2 separate regions of the Rattus norvegicus genome follow, and region 2 is linked to region 1. Evidence: chromatin contacts called from public Hi-C data. All regions are on one chromosome and are shown on one strand. Each heading gives the region's core, a stretch centred on a gene start, on an enhancer-like site or on the middle of the called end of the contact. The rest is flanking DNA. Distances are from core to core; before and after follow the strand shown. Region 1 has its middle 120 kb from the start of Arhgap5. Region 2 has its middle 80 kb from the start of Akap6.

The links. A called contact is a pair of places that touch in the nucleus more often than the background predicts.
Region 2: a contact with region 1 is called in a Hi-C map of the A7r5 cell line, with 4 times the contacts expected there. The contact joins two enhancer-like sites. A contact is called at or near these places in 3 of 12 Hi-C or Micro-C datasets (the A7r5 cell line, the Rat2 cell line and liver).

Annotation. Positions count from the first base shown.
Region 1 is chr6:75,588,086-75,591,949 of GRCr8, forward strand. No RefSeq gene overlaps it. Among named protein-coding and RNA genes, the nearest start is that of Arhgap5, 120 kb to the right of the region's middle. Within about 2 kb of position 1,611, at least 30 of the 93 cell types and tissues checked have an H3K27ac peak or open chromatin away from gene starts, as enhancers often do. A contact at or near this core is called in the A7r5 cell line, where this site is marked.
Region 2 is chr6:75,837,745-75,841,631 of GRCr8, forward strand. No RefSeq gene overlaps it. Among named protein-coding and RNA genes, the nearest start is that of Akap6, 80 kb to the right of the region's middle. Within about 2 kb of position 2,202, at least 28 of the 93 cell types and tissues checked have an H3K27ac peak or open chromatin away from gene starts, as enhancers often do. A contact at or near this core is called in the A7r5 cell line, where this site is marked.

The DNA of each region.
Region 1 (3,864 bases), core at 361-2,860:
CAGGTTGTGGCCATCTTTCCATGTGAGTTCTGGTACAGCCACATAGTTCCTTCTCAATGGCTTGAAAGTGGCCGTCTAGGACCATCCAACCACGTAGCGACACAGCAGGACTCTGAATCTGGTGCTTTGCGGCTTCATGGCCAAGTGGTTTTGACCCATCAGGACACAGAAGGACCGTGCATTTCAAACCAGGAGCTACCACATGCTTAACAAAGCGCCATGTTAGGTTCAAGATGAAATGATACCATTTTATTAGGTTCTGAGACTCTGATAAATCAAGGGACAATCAGGAGGGAAGTAAAATCTAACCATGGCTTAGGAGACGATGTCCTGGACCCTCCTACTGCACAATGCTCCACAGCCCTGGGCTAATGATGCCCTGGCGTCTCTTGGGAAATCATAGTGACGGGGAGCATCTGCAGGCCAGAAGGGACCACCGAGTCCAGCCAGTCCAACCCTTTGTCTTAGGAGAAGAGGGAATTGGACTGAGAGATGAGCCCCAGGTGACAAGTCTCTTTCTGTCTCCACTAAGTGGGTGTGGCTGCTGGCTAAGTCATATTGAATAGTGCCCTACCCAGTTTTCACCCCACTTCTGTTGACTCAGTCACAGGGAAGCCTGCTTTCCCAAGCGTGTCATTGGTATTGTTCATTTCTCCTGTACACATGTGTCCTCATATTGGCCTGCCTAGCATTATTAAAAGACATTTATGTTTTCTCTTCGCTTCCATTTCCTTCCAGGGAAATGGGAAAATCAATCTGAGCGTCATTAAGAGAAAATTCCCCGCAGAAGATTGCTGGTGACGATGGATCTGTTACCTAACTTACCTTCTGCGCCTAACTGGGATTTCTTCTACAGGGCATGAGACAGGACATGGTACTATGTCATTGCCTGGATGCAAGGCTTTTCCTCACTTGCCAAGTTTTCATTCCATTGTTCCACGGCCATCCATGAATCCCATCTCCACCCTGATTAATTAGCTTCCAACTCCTTCATATTGACCCAACGATATTGGCTGGCTTCATTAGTGTCAGGAAACCTCTAAGAATGTTTCTGTAGACTCTGATGAAATGCCCTTTTCTCTTGCCCTGTTGGAGATATACCCCAGGAGCAGGAGGTGATCCGTCATGCCGTCTCCTGCACTGCGTGCAGTAAATGCCAAAATGATAGCTCGGCACTCCATGCAGCTGGGTGTACATGCTGCCTGGTAACTAGGTAGGGCTCCATGTCCTCCTTCTGGAACCCCTTGGGACTGCTGTCTTTTCACTTCTGGAGGCTGTCTGAATGGGTCTAAGCACCAAACTCAGCCTGTGGAGGTGCTGGCTGTCCAGCTTGCCTCTCATAGCAGCCCCACAGCTCAGAGATCAGAGAACCTGATTTACAAACGTCTGCCTCTTTTGATCGACTTTGATCCTCTGGGGAGAGATGGGAGTAAAAGTCTTGAAGCTGAATGTTTTCTAATCTGTCACAAAGAGAACCGGATGGGAAGAATGATACAAAATGCCTGGGCAGGGAGAGGGACTTTAGCTAAGAGCCGTATGCATAACGGATTGTACTCAGTAAAATGCCTCATAGGGTGTGGTTACTCACTGTCTGGCTGGAATTAAAATTCCAATAGCTGCTTTCCTCACCAGCAACCTCCAGGATATAGAGAATGTGTTTATTTAACACCATTAGACCCTTACAGCCAACTCCTCCTTTCATGCAGGCCTCTCTTAAGATGGCTTTCATATGCACTTAGAATCAATCCCAAAATGCCCTCCACACCTCTTCGCCTGCCTCAGTCAGGGTGGCCAGGCCCAGCCGGAGGCATCTCATACATCTCCATCAGGCAAAGCCAGAGCTACAGCCAGAGCCAGCCCATCCCCCTCCAAGCAGCCTGCCAGCATGCAGCAGGGCCCTGGGAGCCGATACACAGACTGCAGTGTTTGGCTGATTCATTTGTCTTCATTAATGTTGCTTATAGCCGAGGCCTTTGTCACATATATGATTATGTGAGATTCAGTTCTCTTGAATGTGTAAACACAGAGCTCTGGTGTGAGGCTCCAGGCCAACAGAGGCCTAAAGAAACTTCCCGCTGTTGCGGGTAGGAGCAGCCTGTGCTCTCGGCTGCAGGGATAGGCCCACCCTGGGGGATGGGATCTTTGTCTCAAATCTCTGCAAGTGGCTCTTGGAGTGACTGAGGGCCTGGAAGGTCCAAGTTTGCCTTGCTCCCCTGTCCCAGAGCCTGGCTTCTTGCAGGATGGTCACTGCATGGGAGTGTATCTCCACTCTCCTCCCATAGCTGTCACGTTCACTTACTTATTCCTGTTAGGAAACATGTCCCCTCTTGCGTCCTGGGTCTGGTCTTCCTCTAAGGAACTACTGGTTTCTGAACAGTCTCCCTGTTTCTCTCTTCTAGTCTTGTTCACTTCTAAAACACATCACCCTGCAGTAATGCAATCTTTATAAAATATGGGTTGGTTTAGATCAGGTTCCTTCCCTGGAAAAGGTTAAACAGTTTAGGCTCTGGGGATTAACCCTCATGCCCCAACAAGCTTCAATGTGGCCATGTCTTGCTCTGTCCCTTCCTTTCCCCCTCAGTGGGGTTTCTACTTTGTCCCAGGGTCCCACAGCAGTTTTATCTTATGCCCAATATCTTGGGGCTTTTTGATTCATGAGATTTAAGGTTCTAACTAATGCACTCCCCTGTTTCGGACTAAGACAAGGGAACATAAAAATGTGGGCCGGATAAAGTCGTTCTTCTACTATACATTGTTGTCTAGGGACTGGAGTTTCCTTTTCGGGCCATCATTCCCAGGTCATGTTAGGCACAAAAAAAAAAAAAAAGAATGAATTGCCAGGGGAAAGGGGAGGGGGAGTTACTAAAAGGCACATGGCTGGGAGCCCAGGGAGGTCTGGCTCAAGAAAGAACAACTCTGGGACCCAACTCCCTGCCTCCCCCTCCCCACAAGCAGCTCACTTTCTTCTCTCCCTTCCACTTCCTTCTTCTTGCTCAGTGGTCTCTTTCCTCTGCTAACTCACGGCAGGCAGGCATCAGGGTCTACGTGAACTTGTGAAGCCCTGCCCACTGCCCTCTACAACTTTTCAGAAAGAGCGATGGTCACACTCAGCTCTGAACCAAGCCAGTCTGAACATAGGTTGTCTAGACTGCAAACTCTCCCAGACTCCCAGCTTTGACTAGGAAGTAGGGTGTGCGTGTGTGTGTTTGGAGTGGGGGCTGTACTGCCCACTTATCAAGGGCTGGAGTGGGTCATCTTCAAAGAACCCCATTTCCAATAAGATCCCATTTCTGGCAGTGGGGGTTGGGATCTTACCCTCCTTTTTAGGAGACACAATTCAACTCAGCAGTAGCTGAAGACAGAACCTCTCCTGGGCTTCCTGGGTGCCCCAGGAAGCCTCCCTGCCAGCCCTGCAGGTGTGGCCAGGGCAGTAGAAGAAAGGTATCAAATTCAGACTGCGGCTGTGCCTGCAAGCAGAGGGAGCTAGTGCACTCCAAGCAAATATGCGTCACAATTTCCCAGGCTGGTAGCATAACCTCACTGGTTTTAACAGTTCTAAGGAAAGACTAGAACAAAGCTGTACCCTGAGTGAGAAAAGGCAATAAAAAAGGAAGGTCATGACTGCCCCGAAGGTTATTGTCGATACAAGGTAGAGCATAGCCAGAGGCAGGGGCATCTAGGAGACTCCAGAGGGAACATTTCCCTGAGCTGAAGTCATGTGTGGAGAGAGAAGGAGAAAAGGGAGAGAGCCAGGAGACCAAGAGGTCAGGAGGGTAAAAGAGAAAAAAGGACCAGGTAATCAAAATGGCTGAGTTATATAGGGAAGGGTAGCACAGCCCTGGGCCGGAGAAGTTTAGGGTAGAA
Region 2 (3,887 bases), core at 952-3,451, 250 kb after region 1:
CTTCAAATTTGGGGCTTGGCATTTGTGAGAAGCAATCATATCATATCACAAAGGGTGGCGACAGCTCTAGAGGGGCAGTAGTCATGGGATATATTGTTTCATCTTGGATTAATACCATATTTATTTCTCTTGGGGCACATCTGAAGTGGAAACTTAAGGGTTCTTTGGAAGGTTGGTCGGATGCTGTTTTGCTGGGGCAAATGTGTGAAGGAACATTTAGCTGAAGTGGACACAGATGAAATACTAAGGCAAACTCGTGAAGGAGCGTTTGGCTGAAGCAGACACAGGAGAAAGGATGTTCTGCTAAAGCAAGCACGTGAAAGGACACGTGATGAATTCTTTACTAACAACACTTGTGTATTGGTTCACTTTACATTGTGTAGTTGAGCTGTGTTTGTTGGGACTCCATAGATAGAAATCCACCAAAAACCTTCTGGTGATATGCTGCAGTTTCTTGTCATTTCTACAGACTTGGGCTGATTGGCTGAGTAATGTCAACTGAGACAGACGAATGTGCGGAGGCAAGACCTGTGGAGGATAGGTGATGTTTGGAGGGTATAAATAGGAGCTGATGGACACTGGTGTGGGCTGAGCTTGGCTTGCTTATAGATCTAGCCTTGCAATGCTTGTTGGTCTAGCATCTTCACTGATCTTCTCTTCTTCACTGAGAGAGGCGCAGCCGAGCTCTTTTCCAGGCATTCCTCTCTGGTCCCTTCTGCTGACTCAAGCCAAGTCTGATGCGTGGCTGTCTCTTCTGGGTTGTGTCACTGCTGTTGCTAACTCGACTCTACTGAATTTGACTGCTGGTGTATCCATGACGTGTTTGTAAGTGGATAGAGCTGCTGCTGCCCGCTAACCTGTGAACTGAACTGCTGATGTCCATACAACACAGTTGGGAGTTGCACCAAAGAACCTTTCTAAGCAAGACCACTTCCCTCATAGCCTTTCTTTCCCACTCCCTCTGGTGGGGTGGTGGGCTAAAAGGGAGATTATAAAACATTTAAGAACCATCATTAAAAATAAGTTTTGAAGAAAATTAAAGTTATAAAGATTCATTCTCTGTGTGGAAATGTTAATTGTTCATACTTGGAGGTAAGTTGGTGGATATTTTTTCATTAATGAATTTTAAAATTTTTTGTACAACTCCTCCACAAACAAAAACAACACACCACCTGAGCTCCATACCTAAAACCATGGGGGAAGAAACTGGTCTCTACAAATTGTTATCAGACCTCCCCCCAACACTCTCTCTCTCTCTCTCTCTCTCTCTCTCTCTCTCTCCCTCTCTCTCTCTCTCTGTCTCTCTCTCATTTTTTTTTAAACCTTAAAAAAATCCACAATCTGGGGCTGGAGAGATGGCTCATCGGTTAAGAGCACTGACTGCTCTTCCAGAAGTCCCGAGTTCAATTCCCAGCAACCACATGATGGCTCACAACCATCTGTAATGGGATCCGATGCCCTCTTCTAGTGTGTCTGAAAACAGCTACAGTGTCATATAAATAAAATAAATAAATAAATAAAAATCCACAATTTATCAAAATGCTTCCTTTGTCATGACAACTTGCCTAGAAATTTGAAAAGACCTTCGATATAGGGTATACCATTTCCTCCCATATTTGCCCAGGATTGATGCACAGTTGACTGAAGCCAGGGACTGGCCATCTGTGAGCATTTTGCTGCAGCTAAACTGGGGGCTGACAGAGGTTGATGGTAGTTATTTGTATATAAAGAATTACTTCCCAAAGTCTTAGCTATCACATACCAAGAAAGATGATTGTGAAATGCAGGAACAAACTCAAGTATTTCCCAGCTGTTGTGGTACAGTTGGTATGCGTAATTCTGCCTGATAGTATTTACCTCTTGGTTGTCTAAGCAGAACTTTGTGGTGGCAAGTAAGGATTAGTGGGCACATCCAGCAGTTATCAAGGTAAGTGGTTGTGCCAGTGAGCCTTACACTCAAACACTCAGCTTGGTGATGTCCAGCTACCCTCTTAAGTTGTACTGTTTGAGAGGTTTGTCCAGGAATTATGTGCTGCACAGATCTTGTGAAGACAGAGGCCTAGCTAGAATGTTTCCCAGGACTCCGAAGCCTCCGTCACTTCTCATCTAAGCTCCTTGAGCATGGACATTGCAACAGCAACCCCTAGTGTGTTACAGGGTGAAAACAGGACTCTAGCTAATGAGGTGAGCTGGAGCAGGACGTGGCAAACAGGCATCTTGGTGTTCATTGAGCAACACAGGCAGATCTAAATGAGCAACATCGTGGTGTTTTCTAGGTCTCTACAGCTGGGGAAGGAGAAGACAGCAGGATGTTAGGTTTTAGATTACTTTAGAAGAGAATGCATATCCTAAGAAGAGGCAAAGAGTAGGAGGGAATCAGTAGGCCACTGGAGGAGAGAGCTGTTCTCATGAGCAATTTGCTATTCTCCCAAAGACCGAAAAACTTGGCTGTGCACAGGGGGAGTGGTTAGGGCTTTGCTCACGAAGGTCTTGCAGCTGATCATTCAGATTGGAGGCCTACTGTGGGGGCAAAAGTCTTTTCCCCCTAAGGTGGTTCAATTGAAATTCTAGAGATGTCAAACAATAACCTAAAGGCTGTCAAAGTGTACATGGATGATAGATATTTACTAATTCTAGAGTTTTGATTAAAAGGACTAGACCCAAGCAAGACAGGGAACTAAGAAGGAGGTGGTGGTGAAGGTGGCAATGGAGACACGAATCAGGGAGTATGGGTGTGAGTACAACAGACCCCACTTCACAGAGCTCACAGTTTGTTCGGTTGCCAAGGATCAGCTCGCCACAGCCCACAGCGTAGACCTTGGCGTTTGCATGTTTCAAGCATGAGTCACATACAGGCAGAGCGGGATTCCTCAAATGGAAAGTACCCACAGTTCAAGATGTTGTCTCCTGCTTGCCCTGTCTGTCTCTTCTGAAAAAGTGTAAAAAGTCCACCAGAGGGCTGTTTTCTAAAGAAGGCGTGATGAAGCCAGGTACTTTTGACTGGTGACAATGACAAACCTTGAGGTGACAGGATGGTGATGATGGGGTAAATCCTGACCCCAGGGGTGCTGAGCTGTGACTTTAAGGACTCTCTTTCTCAGGTCAGGTTTCATTCCCCATAGAAGCAGCTGCATTGATTCCTGCCAGGTTCTTTCCAGCAATAAAAAACATTCGGTCTCTCGAGGTGGATACCATTCGAGAAGGGACAGAGCCAGGACATCTTGGGGACACTGTTATTTGGGGAGGAGGATAAGACCAGACTGAAACTGAAAAGCAGAGAGGGGAACATGAAGAGGAAGTGTGACTCTAAAAAATCAAATTCAGGCTGCTTAATACTTAATGCTAGGACCTTCATTCCCGGGTTCATTTTCTCACTCGCAGCTGCTTAGATCTGAGAGTGGCGCTGTGTATATGATTGTTTTATGTTTCAGAGAAGCCCAGTTAGTTTTACTTTTCTAGTTCAAATTGTTTTTCACAACAACTCACAAAGCTCACAGTTGTAGCCGATTCCTAAGTTGCAGTGGCTTCTTTAAGAACTATGAGGTGTGGGATTTTTGATGTTGTTGTTGTATGGGGTGATTTTCTATTAGCTTTCTTGTTCAGGGCAGGGTACTGCAGACTGAAATGCTTAGTCCTAGAAAGCAAGCCATCTGACTTGTGTTATACCTGAAATATCCAGCTAGAATATGTTTTAGGAAATGGCTTTTCGCCTTGAAATATGAATTCCAGTACAGAGACACTGAATCACGGTTTTTCTTTCATGTAACTGACAACCGCACAACTTTTCTCCTTAAAAAGAGGCAATGCCAAATCCATGGACTGATTTGTTCTTGGAAAAGACTAAAATTACACCTTCACAAACACAGGCGACAGATGACCAGTCAAAG